2 separate regions of the Sus scrofa genome follow, and region 2 is linked to region 1. Evidence: chromatin contacts called from public Hi-C data. All regions are on one chromosome and are shown on one strand. The core of a region is the stretch at or near the end of the contact, and the rest is flanking DNA. Distances in the headings are between cores, read along the strand shown. Region 1 holds the start of LOC110255433 (a long non-coding RNA gene). Region 2 overlaps ZBTB16 (zinc finger and BTB domain-containing protein 16).

Region 1 (5,348 bases), core at 2,799-5,298:
CTAGGGGTCCAATCCGAGCTGCAGCCGCCAGTTTACATCAGAGCCACAGCAATGCTGGATCCAAGCCACAACTGTGACCTACACCATAGCTCGTGGCAATGCCAGATCCTTAACCCACTGAGCGAGGTCAGGGATCAAACCTGCATCCTCATGGATGCTAGTCGGGTTTGTTAACAGCTGAGCCACGATGGGAACTCCTTGCATGCTATTTAAAATCAACCCACAGCAAAAATGTTCTAGATTCTTTTCTATTCAGCATTAATGACCTTCAAACAAAAATGCAGGCTCCTGGGAGTTCTCTCATGGCCCGCAGATTAAGGATATCGCACAGTCACTGCAGTGGCTTGGGTCGCTGCTGTGGCGTAGGTTCCATCCCTGGCCCAGGAACAGAACCCCCACCCCCACCCCCCTCAAAAAATACAGGTTCCTGAGCCTCATCTCGCAAAGAAACAATGACTGGATAGGTTTTAGGGTGAGGTTCAGAAACATGCATTTTTGACTGAAAGCCTTAGGTGATTCTGAAATTGTCGCAGCAATGAGCCCTTCCCTCTTCCCATCCCCCAACTCTTGGCTGGGCTCTTTACCCAGCCCCGTCCAGGGTGGGTTTTATGCTCCCACTAGGATGTCAGTCCTCCTGTCCAGCCAGCAGGGGGAGCAGTGGAGTGCCCGCTCCATTTCCAGCAGCACAGAGAACCTGGTCTGCGCACTTTCAACAGCACAGCGTCTCTCCTTTCTCCCCCGATTTTATGCTGTCCCTTTCCTTGGATCCCCTTACCAAGCCCAGCAGCTGGGGCAGGACAAACATGCCAGGCCCCCATCCCAGTATGGGGTAATTGGGTTGGGGGGGGGGTCCTGACCTTGGGGCTCTGGTCACAACCTGGCCCTTCATGGAATGAAAGGATTTCGGGCAGTCAGAGGAGAGAGGGGTCTGAGAGCCTAGAGTTTAACCTGGTCCCCACCTGGCCACTGCCTGAACCTCCACCCAGACCCTCTTCGTGGCCACTCAAGAGGCACGATTCGGATGTGCTCCACAGCCCATCCTCCCCTCTCACAAAGACACTGTCAGAAGGGCCGCCATCTGCAGGGGGCCATCTCCATGGTCCAACGAGGCTGGGGAAAAAAGTATAATAAAAGCTAAATTATTCAGCACTTACTACTTGACCAGGCACTTTATGTTACAGAAGAACTCCTACAAGGCTAACAGCAGCCACATATGCCTCCCTCTCTCCACTTTACAGATGACATGAATTTAAAGAATTTGCCTAGGGCATAGCTAGTCAGGGGCAGAGACAGCATTTGAACTCAGATCTGTCAGGCCAAAGCTCCAGAGCTCAACATGAAGAAAGAGAGAGAGAGAGAGAGAGAGAGAGAGAGAGAGAGAGAGAGAGAGAGAAAGAAAGAAAGGAAGAAAGAAGAAAGAAAGAAAGAAAGAAAGAAAGAAAGAAAGAAAGAAAGAAAGAAAGAAAGAAAAGAAAGAAAAGGAAGAAAGAAAGAAAGGAAAGAAAGAAAGGAAAGAAAGAAAGAAAAGACAGAGCCTCTGGTCCCTCTGGCTGGGCTGGTTGCACAGAGGCTTTCAGGCCAGGTACCCAAGGCCACCAAAGCTCAGCGACTGCTTGACACCCGAAAACCTGCCCTGACTCCAAATCACAAAGGGAAAATGACAGACTTTAAATGTTTTAAAATGTCTATTTAAATAACAACAAAAGGATAGGCCTTAACCACAGCTTGCCTCTCAGGTAGAGTTTTGCACAAATGCTGTTTCCAAGGGGACCATGCATATTCTGATGTCCTAAGGAGGAGAGGCCAGAGGCCACCCCTACCCCCACCGCCAAAACCTTCTCCCGCATCTGTCAACACTGTCAGCTGCCCAGGCTCCGAGGATAGAAACCGAAGGAAGCAAAGAGAGCCAGAGTAGACGTCAGGAGTCCTGCTCCGAGCCAGCCCCTGACAGCCACTTTCAGTTTTCCTGCCTGCAGAAGGGGGGCATATATTTGTCCTAACTCCCCCATTGTCATCAGGCTCAACTAAAACCATCTTTTGAAAATCGTAAAGTCCCATGGTCAAGCCAAAGAGCCTGGATTGTAAAGAATGATAATCTCTCAAAATGGAAGGTACAGGTTCAAATCAGAGCAAGGAACATCTAAACAATTTTCCTGTGTGAAAAAGAATTCCCAGTGTCTTAGGTAATTCTGTGCTCTCCCAGATTTTGGGGTGGGGGGCGGTCTCAGATTTCATAAAGATAATGATTAACACATAGCACCTCAGAGTCCTTATCCCATTCATCTGTCCTAACTGGCTTATAAAATGAGGAATATCTCTGCTAGTTGCCGTCACAGATGCAATGTAACTGACATGCAGAGAGGTGAAGCGATTTGTTTCGGGTCCCTCAGATATAAGAGCTACAGGTTGTAAGGCCAACCTAGACACCAGCCCTCACCAGCTGTTTGATCTTGGGCTACTTATCTAACTCTCTAAGCCTCAACGTCTTATTTGGAAATGGGTATAATAGGAACCACCTTTATGATGGGTAGAGAGCAGCCCTACCTAAGAGATTAAATGAGACAAGGCTTAAAAAATGACCTGGCCCAATTGCTACAGAGTTAGTGCTCCGCAAAGGTAGGCATTGTTCTTCTTGATTATTATTGTATTATTATTATCGTTGTTATTATCCAGCGTGCATGGATAATAATCACTAACTTTCTTCTCTAAGCTTCTCCCAAACCCACACATACATCAACTTTCTTTCCAGGGAAAAAGATCTCAGCGCTGAGCTCCTTGGGGAGACAGGGCCAAAATGTCAGCCTGACTTTGGATTGAGTCTCAAGATCATGAAAAGAAGACAGAAAAGTTAGACACGGAGGAGGGAGGAAAACAAACATGAGAACTTAGAAACCAGGGTGGGGGGAGCCGGGCAGAAGGCTGGGCTCTGAGGTGCCCGCCTATTCCGGCTGCAAACCAGTGAAACACCCCTGACCCTGGCAGCTTGGGAAGCTGGACGCCAAAGAGAAAAGTCTAAAAATAAGCCCTGGGTGAACCAGGGAGGTTCCAGGCCACCTGGGAGCCTGGTTTCGCTTTGTTGCCAACAGCTTGGATCCTCATTGTTACAGCAAAATATAAAGTTAGCTCAGGAGTTCCCGCTGTGGCTCGCCGGTCATGAACCCGACTAGTATCCACGAGGATGTGGGTTTGATCCCTGGCCTCGCTCAGTGTGTTCAAGTCCCAGTCTGTGTTCTGGACTAGTGCTGTCAGTTTCAGGTGGGTTAGGGATCTGGCATTGCCATGAGCTGTGGTGTAGGTCTCAGACGTGGCTTGGATCTGGCATGGCTGTGGCTGTGGTGTAGGCCAGCAACTGTAGCTCCCATTCAACCCCTAGCCTGGGAAACTCCAGATGCCTCAGGTTCAGCCCTAAAAAGCAAAAAAAAAAAAAAAAAAGTTCAAAGGCTAGAGTCACACTTAGCCAGGTGATGAAGTCACATTGCCCAGGCTGAGTGTAGGAGGGAACCTTCCCCACACAGAGCTGTCACTGCAGAGAATGTGAGAAGGGGCCCTGGGAGGCCCTGACTGCTGGCTTGATTGCTCTCACCTCCTAGGTCGGGTACCTTCTGGCCACCAGCGGAGACTGGGTTCACATCAGCGTTACTCCAGATCTGGAACATCTTGTGTGTAAGTGGCCTTGGAGTTAGGCTTGGAAGGGTAAATGATTTTGCCCAGACAGACAGGGAGGGGGGCCCCAGGGCAGAAGACACAGCCTGCCTAAAGCCTCAGAAGCGTGACAAGACTTTGGAGACAGAATGCTGCCAATGTGTAAAGTGTCGTAAAGAACAGCCATGTGTTTAGGCCTTAAAAAAATGTAGGCATGAGAAGGGGCACTGACGTGGGGGGAGTGACAGATCGATCCTTTAGAAAAATAATTTCAGTGGCCACTTGGAGGGCACGTTGCCAAGAAGTGGCTAGAGCTAGTTGGCAAAGCGAGTCAAATGCTTCCCGAGAGCAATCCACCATCTAGTCATGTTGATGATCTTTCTAAAAAAAGAAGTATCATATGACACGAGAGAAAAGGACAGAGAACTTGCAGAAAGCTCCAAGGAGCAGGGCCAGGACCAGGTGAGGCGAGCATGGGGCTGGGCTCTGAGATTTAACAAGGCATTTCTCCAAATCACCCCAGAACCCAGCAGTGATGCTTCCTTAAGCTCTGCACCTGCTTTCTGTGCCTCATCTGCCTCCCTCTGGAGCTGGGTCCGCTAAGGAGCCTGTTATCACTGGCGCCGTGTGTAGGTGGGCGCTCGCCATCTCTCCATGGGGGCAGGTATGGGAGCCAGGCAGCTTGGGTTCCTCTGAACAAGTTTAAATGCAGAGGCAAGAGCACCAACTGGATCCAGTTTTGACTTTAGACTCGACAATCTCAGCCACGTCGTTGAACCTTGGGTGCCTGGGTCCTCATTGATGAAATGGTAAAATGAGGGGAAAGTATTGGGGACAGTGCTGCCCGAACTCCAGGCATGGTCCCCCATCCCGCCTTCTCCCTGGCGGGCACAGAGAGTGGGGACATCATGTGGAGGTGTCTTTTGGAAGCCCTATCAGGAAAAAGAACTGTGCGATCGGCCCAGCTACCTCAGAGCCTGTGGAAGAACCTACTCCTGCTTCTTCCCCGGCTGTGAATTATCTAGGCCTGAACCGCTCATTCTCAACAACAGGCTGCCTGTTTGTTTAAAAAAGTCTTCCTGGGGAGAGAAAAAAAAAAAAAACCCAGCACATTTCTTGTTTTGCTCTTTCACTCTTGGAACAAATATTTCTTAGGAGCCTACTGTGTGCCAGCCTGGTCCTGGTGCTCCCAATACAACCTCCTGAAAGGGCCCAGGCCCCTGCCCTCAGGAAGCTTACCTTAAGTCGGAGGGAGCTGTAGGGAGGCTCTGGGGGTAGCCAGGAAATAAACAAGCAGTCCTATAAACAAAGGAGGCAATTTCCGGTACTAGCAAGTGCTATGAAAACAAAAATGCAGGGCAGAGGGCCCCCCAGGGGCAGGAGGCAGCTCCTGATAAGGCATCTGTAGGAAGGATTTCTCTGCAGAAGGGTTGTTTGAGTTCTTAAGGTAGAAACAAGTGTATGGTGGGATGGGAGGAAGGTTTTCGGGGGAGGGTGGGAGTCTGGGATCCATCAAGTGCCAAGGCCCTGAGGTGGGAACCAGCAACCTTGGGTTGGGGCATGATTTCTGAACGAGAGAGGAGAAAATGTGTTTCTAGACCTGATGCAAAGCAGCCTATCTGTATTTATATCTCTATCTAATGCTCCATCGCCCTCTCTGTACCAAGGACACCTTATTTGGGTCACAGTGGAACACTGACTGCACT
Region 2 (5,252 bases), core at 2,691-5,190, 62 kb after region 1:
ATGGAACATGCATCCTCATGGATACTATGCCAGGTTCTTAACCTGCTGAGCCACAATGGGAACTCCAGGCCACTTTTTTTCCCCTGTCTTTTTAGGGCCACACCTGCAGTCTATGGAGGTTCCCAGGCTGGGGGTCGAGTTGGAGCTACAGCTGCTGGCCTGCACCACAGCCACAGCATCGCAGGATCTTAGCCGCCTCTGCGACCTACACCACAGCTCCCGGCAATGCCGGATCCTTAAGCCACTGAGCAAGGCCAGGGATCACACTTGAGTCCTCATGGATGCTAGTCAGATTCGTTTCTGCTGAGCCACAGTGGGAACTCCTAGGCTACTTATTAAACTGTCTGTCCTTAGAGGCTCCTGTAACATGGGGTTGATGGCACCTCACTTGTAAGGTTATTGTGAGGATCAAATGGAAAAGCACATGTAGTTCTCCTTGCTGTTAAGGTAGCGTCCGATAAATGTTAGTTCCCTGTCCTCCTTTCTCTTCTTAAGAGCAGAGGACCTGCTTGTATTTCTTTGTTTTTTTGATGCCATTGTTCACAGTAGAGATGCGTTTGCGTATCTGTGGCTCTGCTTTGTGTCCATCACAGTGGTGATGAAGGAACGGGGGGGGGGGGGGGGGGCGGGAAATGGGGGGGGATCCCAAATGGGGAGGAACAGGCAAGGTTCTCCCAGGGCTTTTCGTTTCTCTTCCTTGGGAAATCAGGGCGTTCTCCGGGGAATAGACATCCTGGGACTGTCACTCTTCCCTTTGGCCTCGGCATCAGGGACCTCTTTGGTTTGGTGGTCTGTGTCCAGCTCTGTTGTGGATCCTGTCTGGCGTGTTGGGGTTGGCACTGAACGCAACCCTGACGGCTGCGTGTCCTCATTCACAGACCTCTGAGCCTGGGCCTCAGCTGCTTCGTCTGCAGACTTGCCATTTCCCTTTCCAGGAAAAAAAATGGTCCTTGAAAAATGCTTTCTTACTGTGGCTGTAAGGTGCTGGTGTGTTGTTGGCAGCCAAGTTGGGGTTTGGATCTCCCTGGGGTTTGAGGTTGCTCAAGGACTGTTTCTAACATGCTCTCGCCTTTTTATGCATGGACCGTCCAGGGGATCCTTGGTGAATGTTTCACTCTGGGGCTTTCAGGAGAAAGGTTTGTCATTCGTCATCACTCTCCTCATCCATCACAGCTGCAGTGAGAGTGGTTAGAGGGAAAGGGTGGAATCAGTTGTTCAGATTTTTCCTTCTTCCCGCTCCCTCTGTCCCCATCCCCCATCCCTCCCCACCCCATCTTTCTGGATGTGGACCCGTTGGGAGATGCTTGGGCCAGGTTTCTGGGGTGATCTTGGCATATGTAGGAAGAGGGATGCTTTCTGTTGCTAGCCTGGCGTTGGTCTTGTATCCCTGAGGTGTGGTTTAGTAGGAGGTAAACAGTCACTTAATAATTTATTGGGTGCCTGCAAAATTTTATAGGCAGGAGAGATGAGGGCAATTCTAGGGGAAAGAAAAGGCCAGTCATGAAGCTTTTTGGGCAGCTCCCTTCTTGGGCTTGAAGCCTTTGATGCTTCCCCACAGTCCTCAGAGCTCCCAGTGCCACCCAGGTGTCCAGAGGGGACAGTTGAGTTGGTGGAACCTTGCTCTTTCCATGTGTCCATATGAACCCACTCCGGTCCCATGAGAGCGCCTTTCCAAACCGTGATGTCCTGCTCCGCTTGGCTGCTGGGGACATTGAAAGGCCTTATTTGAAGGCAGCCGTCACTGTATCAGGGGTGCTGGGAGTGGAGGTCTGTAAAATGGCTTTTGGCTGCATGGGTGATGATTCCGCTTTGAACCCCAACACTGTGAATGTTGAGGTTAAAATGCAGGAGCCGAGAGAGCCCCGAGTTCATCGGAAGCCGTCTCCTGCCTTTAGGCGGGGCCTTGTGCTGAAAGGAGGGAGAAGTGTGGACAGTGCAGGGGGGAGGATCCGGAACTATCTGGAATCCTGGAGGTAGACCTGCTCGCCTCCCCTGTCAGCCTGCGTCCAGAGCACCTTTTAACCCAGAGAGGAGCGGGAGGGCTGCCCAGCACGGCCACCTGGCTGAACATTCTGCTTAAACACACTTTTTTAAAATTTTTCCCGATTGCTTTTTTAGCGCGTACCGTCTGTTAGGACTGAGGAGGTTTTGGTTGTTGTTTTTGTAACTTTGGGACATAGAAGTCTCTGCTTGCGTTTGTGTTTTCGGTGACCACATGTAAGGGCCGGTGGAATCTTTCTTGTCTTTGCTTTCTCTGAACTTTCCAAAGAGTGGGCCCCTATCTCTCGGCGGGGGGGATTAACTCCTTGTGGCCCCCTGGGTCGTTGGTGCCCCCCCCCACCCTGTGTCAGCATCTCAACCTCTGTACACAGGATGTTTTCTCTAGCGCTTATCAGATGGTTTAGGAGATGTGGGGTGGAGATACAGGTAACGTTTAACCCATCCTGAATTCCTTTCTCGAGCGGGGGCCCAAGATGAAACTCGGCCGCAGAACAGAGGGTGGGGGGGGCAGGGGTGAGGTGGCTGGAGTGAACCACGCCGCTTTCTCTCTCAAAGGGAGGTGTGGGTGCCTGTGGTGCAGGGGCACAAAGGTGCTTCGTTTTGGTGACTTATTTAACACCCCTCCTGACACCAGTGTGTGGGTTCGGAGCCCGGGAAATCAAAGAGAAATTTAACAAACTCTCCTCTCTTGGGTGGAGGCTGAGTAATTGAATTGGTGGGCGATCCACTCCAGTTTCTTCTCTTTTCGCATCTTTCTTCCTTCCTTCCACTCAGACCAGCATCTTGGTCAAGGTGCCCGGTTTGAGCTCCTTTGGCAAAGGGGAGCAGGGAAGGGAGAAGAAACCAGAGCAGGCACCTCTGCAGCCACAGAAGCTTGTCTTTTTTTGTTGTTTTGTTTTTAACCTGGATGCGTCTGGATTCGACAGAGGTCGAGAGTCTCTGTTATTATCATTGGCTGGACATACATGGAAAGGGGGCAGCTAACGATGCTCATCTCCTTTGAAGGCAGGGAGGATGCAAGCAGAGTAGGGGGTAGTTTAGCACAGCTTTGTAAGAAAGTTGCAAGCCTCTGCCAGCCTGTGGACCTGGCCTGCTGTCTGCGGAAGGACGCAGCTAGTGAAAGACATCCGCCTTCACCTCCAGCACCTAAGATTGAAGCATTGCTCATGCTTTCTGGGCCTGGCTCTCTCTCTGTTACCTTTCCTTCCCACCTACCCTTTTTTGTTCCCATAGCAGGAAGGGAAAAGAAAGTACTCTGGAATATCCAGCAGTCGGCACTGCTCCTAGGAGGCTCTGTCTTAGCAGGGCAGAGGATGAGCGGGGAACATGGAAAATGGATTGGTGCTGTTTTGTGATGGTTTGCTGGCATTTTCCAAAATCTTTTTGGGCATGATTCTCAGATTCAGTGAAGGGATGGATCTCCCAGAAATGAAGAGGTAGGAGATCTTGTGGCCAGGGATCCAGGAGGCCTGGGTTCTGGGATTAGCTCATCAGAGGCTTCAGCCTACCCAGCCTCCAAAAAAGAGAACATCCTTTTAGCTTCTGCAGCATGTTTCCACTGGAAAACCATTCTCCTGGATGGGCATTGACTCATGCACGCTTTTCTTCTAGCTCATATGAAAGAGAAAGGTATATTGCCCTTTAGCACCGGGATAGTCTAGTAGGGGCACCAGAGTCATCGCAACCACTTTGAGTTGCAGGCTTAAGAAGTCCCTTTGGGCATCGGAAGGGGAGTTTGCCTGAGATCAGGCTTGGTCACCACACTTGAGCCATGTTTGCCTTTTTCTGACCCGTTTTTAGCCAGGTGAGTTAGCAGTTTTACCCATCGTCTTCCACCCACCCGGGCAAAACACATTTGGGAAAAGTTAGAGCAGCTGGCGTTTGGCACCTGCAACGCTGACATAGCAGTTCGCCTGATAACGCTTCTTAGTTTCTCTGGTGATCTGAATGTACTTTTCTGAGTCATGCAAGGAGCCTGTGAGCTGAGGCTGGCCAATAGCCCCAACTCTGAATTAATTCTCATGGGTAAAACCCTGGGGGTGGCTATTTTTTGGTGGAGGTAACCAAAGAGCGGTGGCGTCCCTGCTAAGGCTTCCTTGGAGGCAGTGAGACCTGGCCTTTCTCTGGGTTCCCCCTGTTTGTTAGTTGTGCTCAGATGAGGTTTTTTTCCCTCTCACTGTTCTCTCCTCCTCTCATCCTAACAGTCTCATAGGTAAACTTAGAAGGAAGACAAATACTTCTCAAACTGTCACCGAGGGGGCCATAAAAGAGACATTTGGACAGTGGTGCTGGGGAGATCCTTGTCTTTGTTCCATGTTAATACAAAGGGATCGGGGTAGCCCCCATCACCAGGGAAAGGCGGTTTTTCTTCATTTAGCTTTTAATTGCTTTCTTTCACTTTTATGTATAAAAGATTGTCCATTTAATTAACTCAAGAATGCAATTTCAAAAACACTAATGCTTTACACATGATGGCTTTTAAAATAAAAGTAGCATTCTAATATTGCATAATGCTTTCCTCTCCCTGCCTCTCCCCCATCCCACCACCTCCCCTCCAGTCCCTATTAACCTTTTGCAGTCGAGGGTTGTTAGGAGGAAAGTGCTGGTCCCGCTGTCTCTGCTTCTACTTTCCACGGGGTGGCCGCTCCCTTCTGAAGTGTTCCGTCGCTTCCTCAGAGAAGGCAGCTCATCCCTTCTGCCTGGGGTTGTTTCGTGGCTATATTTACCTTCTTTTGAGGTCACAGGGCCCTGACTCCTGTTGCCGACTTTAAAAAAACCCCATCATTATAGCGGATTACACAGGAAAATGGAAAAGGAAATAAAATCCTAATTCTTAGCCCTGGTTTCTTTTGGAGATTTTATGAGAAGCCCATGTGCACTGGCCTGAGGGTTCCTGGTTTCAGCAGCTTCTCTCTTCTGATTCTCAAGGAAACCCTGCTCGTTCTCATCCCTTCAAACCCCTTACCATGTGAATTCCTCGTGTCCGTGGTCTGTCTTCTGGCCACGGTTCCTTGGAGCCCAGACTTTCCCCCTTCATATCGACTCTCACAGGCCAGTCCCTCACTTGATGGCTGTTGTATCTTCACCTGCTGGACTCGGAAGGGGCAGGAGGACCCATAGAGATGCACACACATCCCTGCCCCGAGAAAGACAGTCCAGCTGTGAGGTGGGAGATATCCTGGCGGTCCCTTTAATTTTGTAGGCGAGATGAGGGGCCCCAGAGGGTTCAGTGACCAGTCCAGGGTCTCCGG

What was found. Hi-C and Micro-C count contacts between places; a contact is called where the count stands out from the background.
Region 2: a Hi-C map of skeletal muscle shows a contact between it and region 1, with 3 times the contacts expected there. The contact joins two enhancer-like sites. A contact is called at or near these places in 2 of 5 promoter capture datasets (fetal liver and liver) and 2 of 47 Hi-C or Micro-C datasets (liver and skeletal muscle).

Annotation. Positions count from the first base shown.
Region 1 is chr9:41,618,978-41,624,325 of Sscrofa11.1, forward strand. LOC110255433 (a long non-coding RNA gene) reads right to left here and starts at 11. Exons shown (of 4, transcript XR_002335637.1): 1 at 1-11. Within about 2 kb of position 4,049, at least 8 of the 83 cell types and tissues checked have an H3K27ac peak or open chromatin away from gene starts, as enhancers often do. A contact at or near this core is called in skeletal muscle, where this site is marked.
Region 2 is chr9:41,681,156-41,686,407 of Sscrofa11.1, forward strand. All of the region lies in intron 2 of ZBTB16 (zinc finger and BTB domain-containing protein 16), which reads left to right. Among named protein-coding and RNA genes, the nearest start is that of ZBTB16, 44 kb to the left of the region's middle. Within about 2 kb of position 3,941, at least 1 of the 83 cell types and tissues checked has an H3K27ac peak or open chromatin away from gene starts, as enhancers often do. A contact at or near this core is called in skeletal muscle, where this site is marked.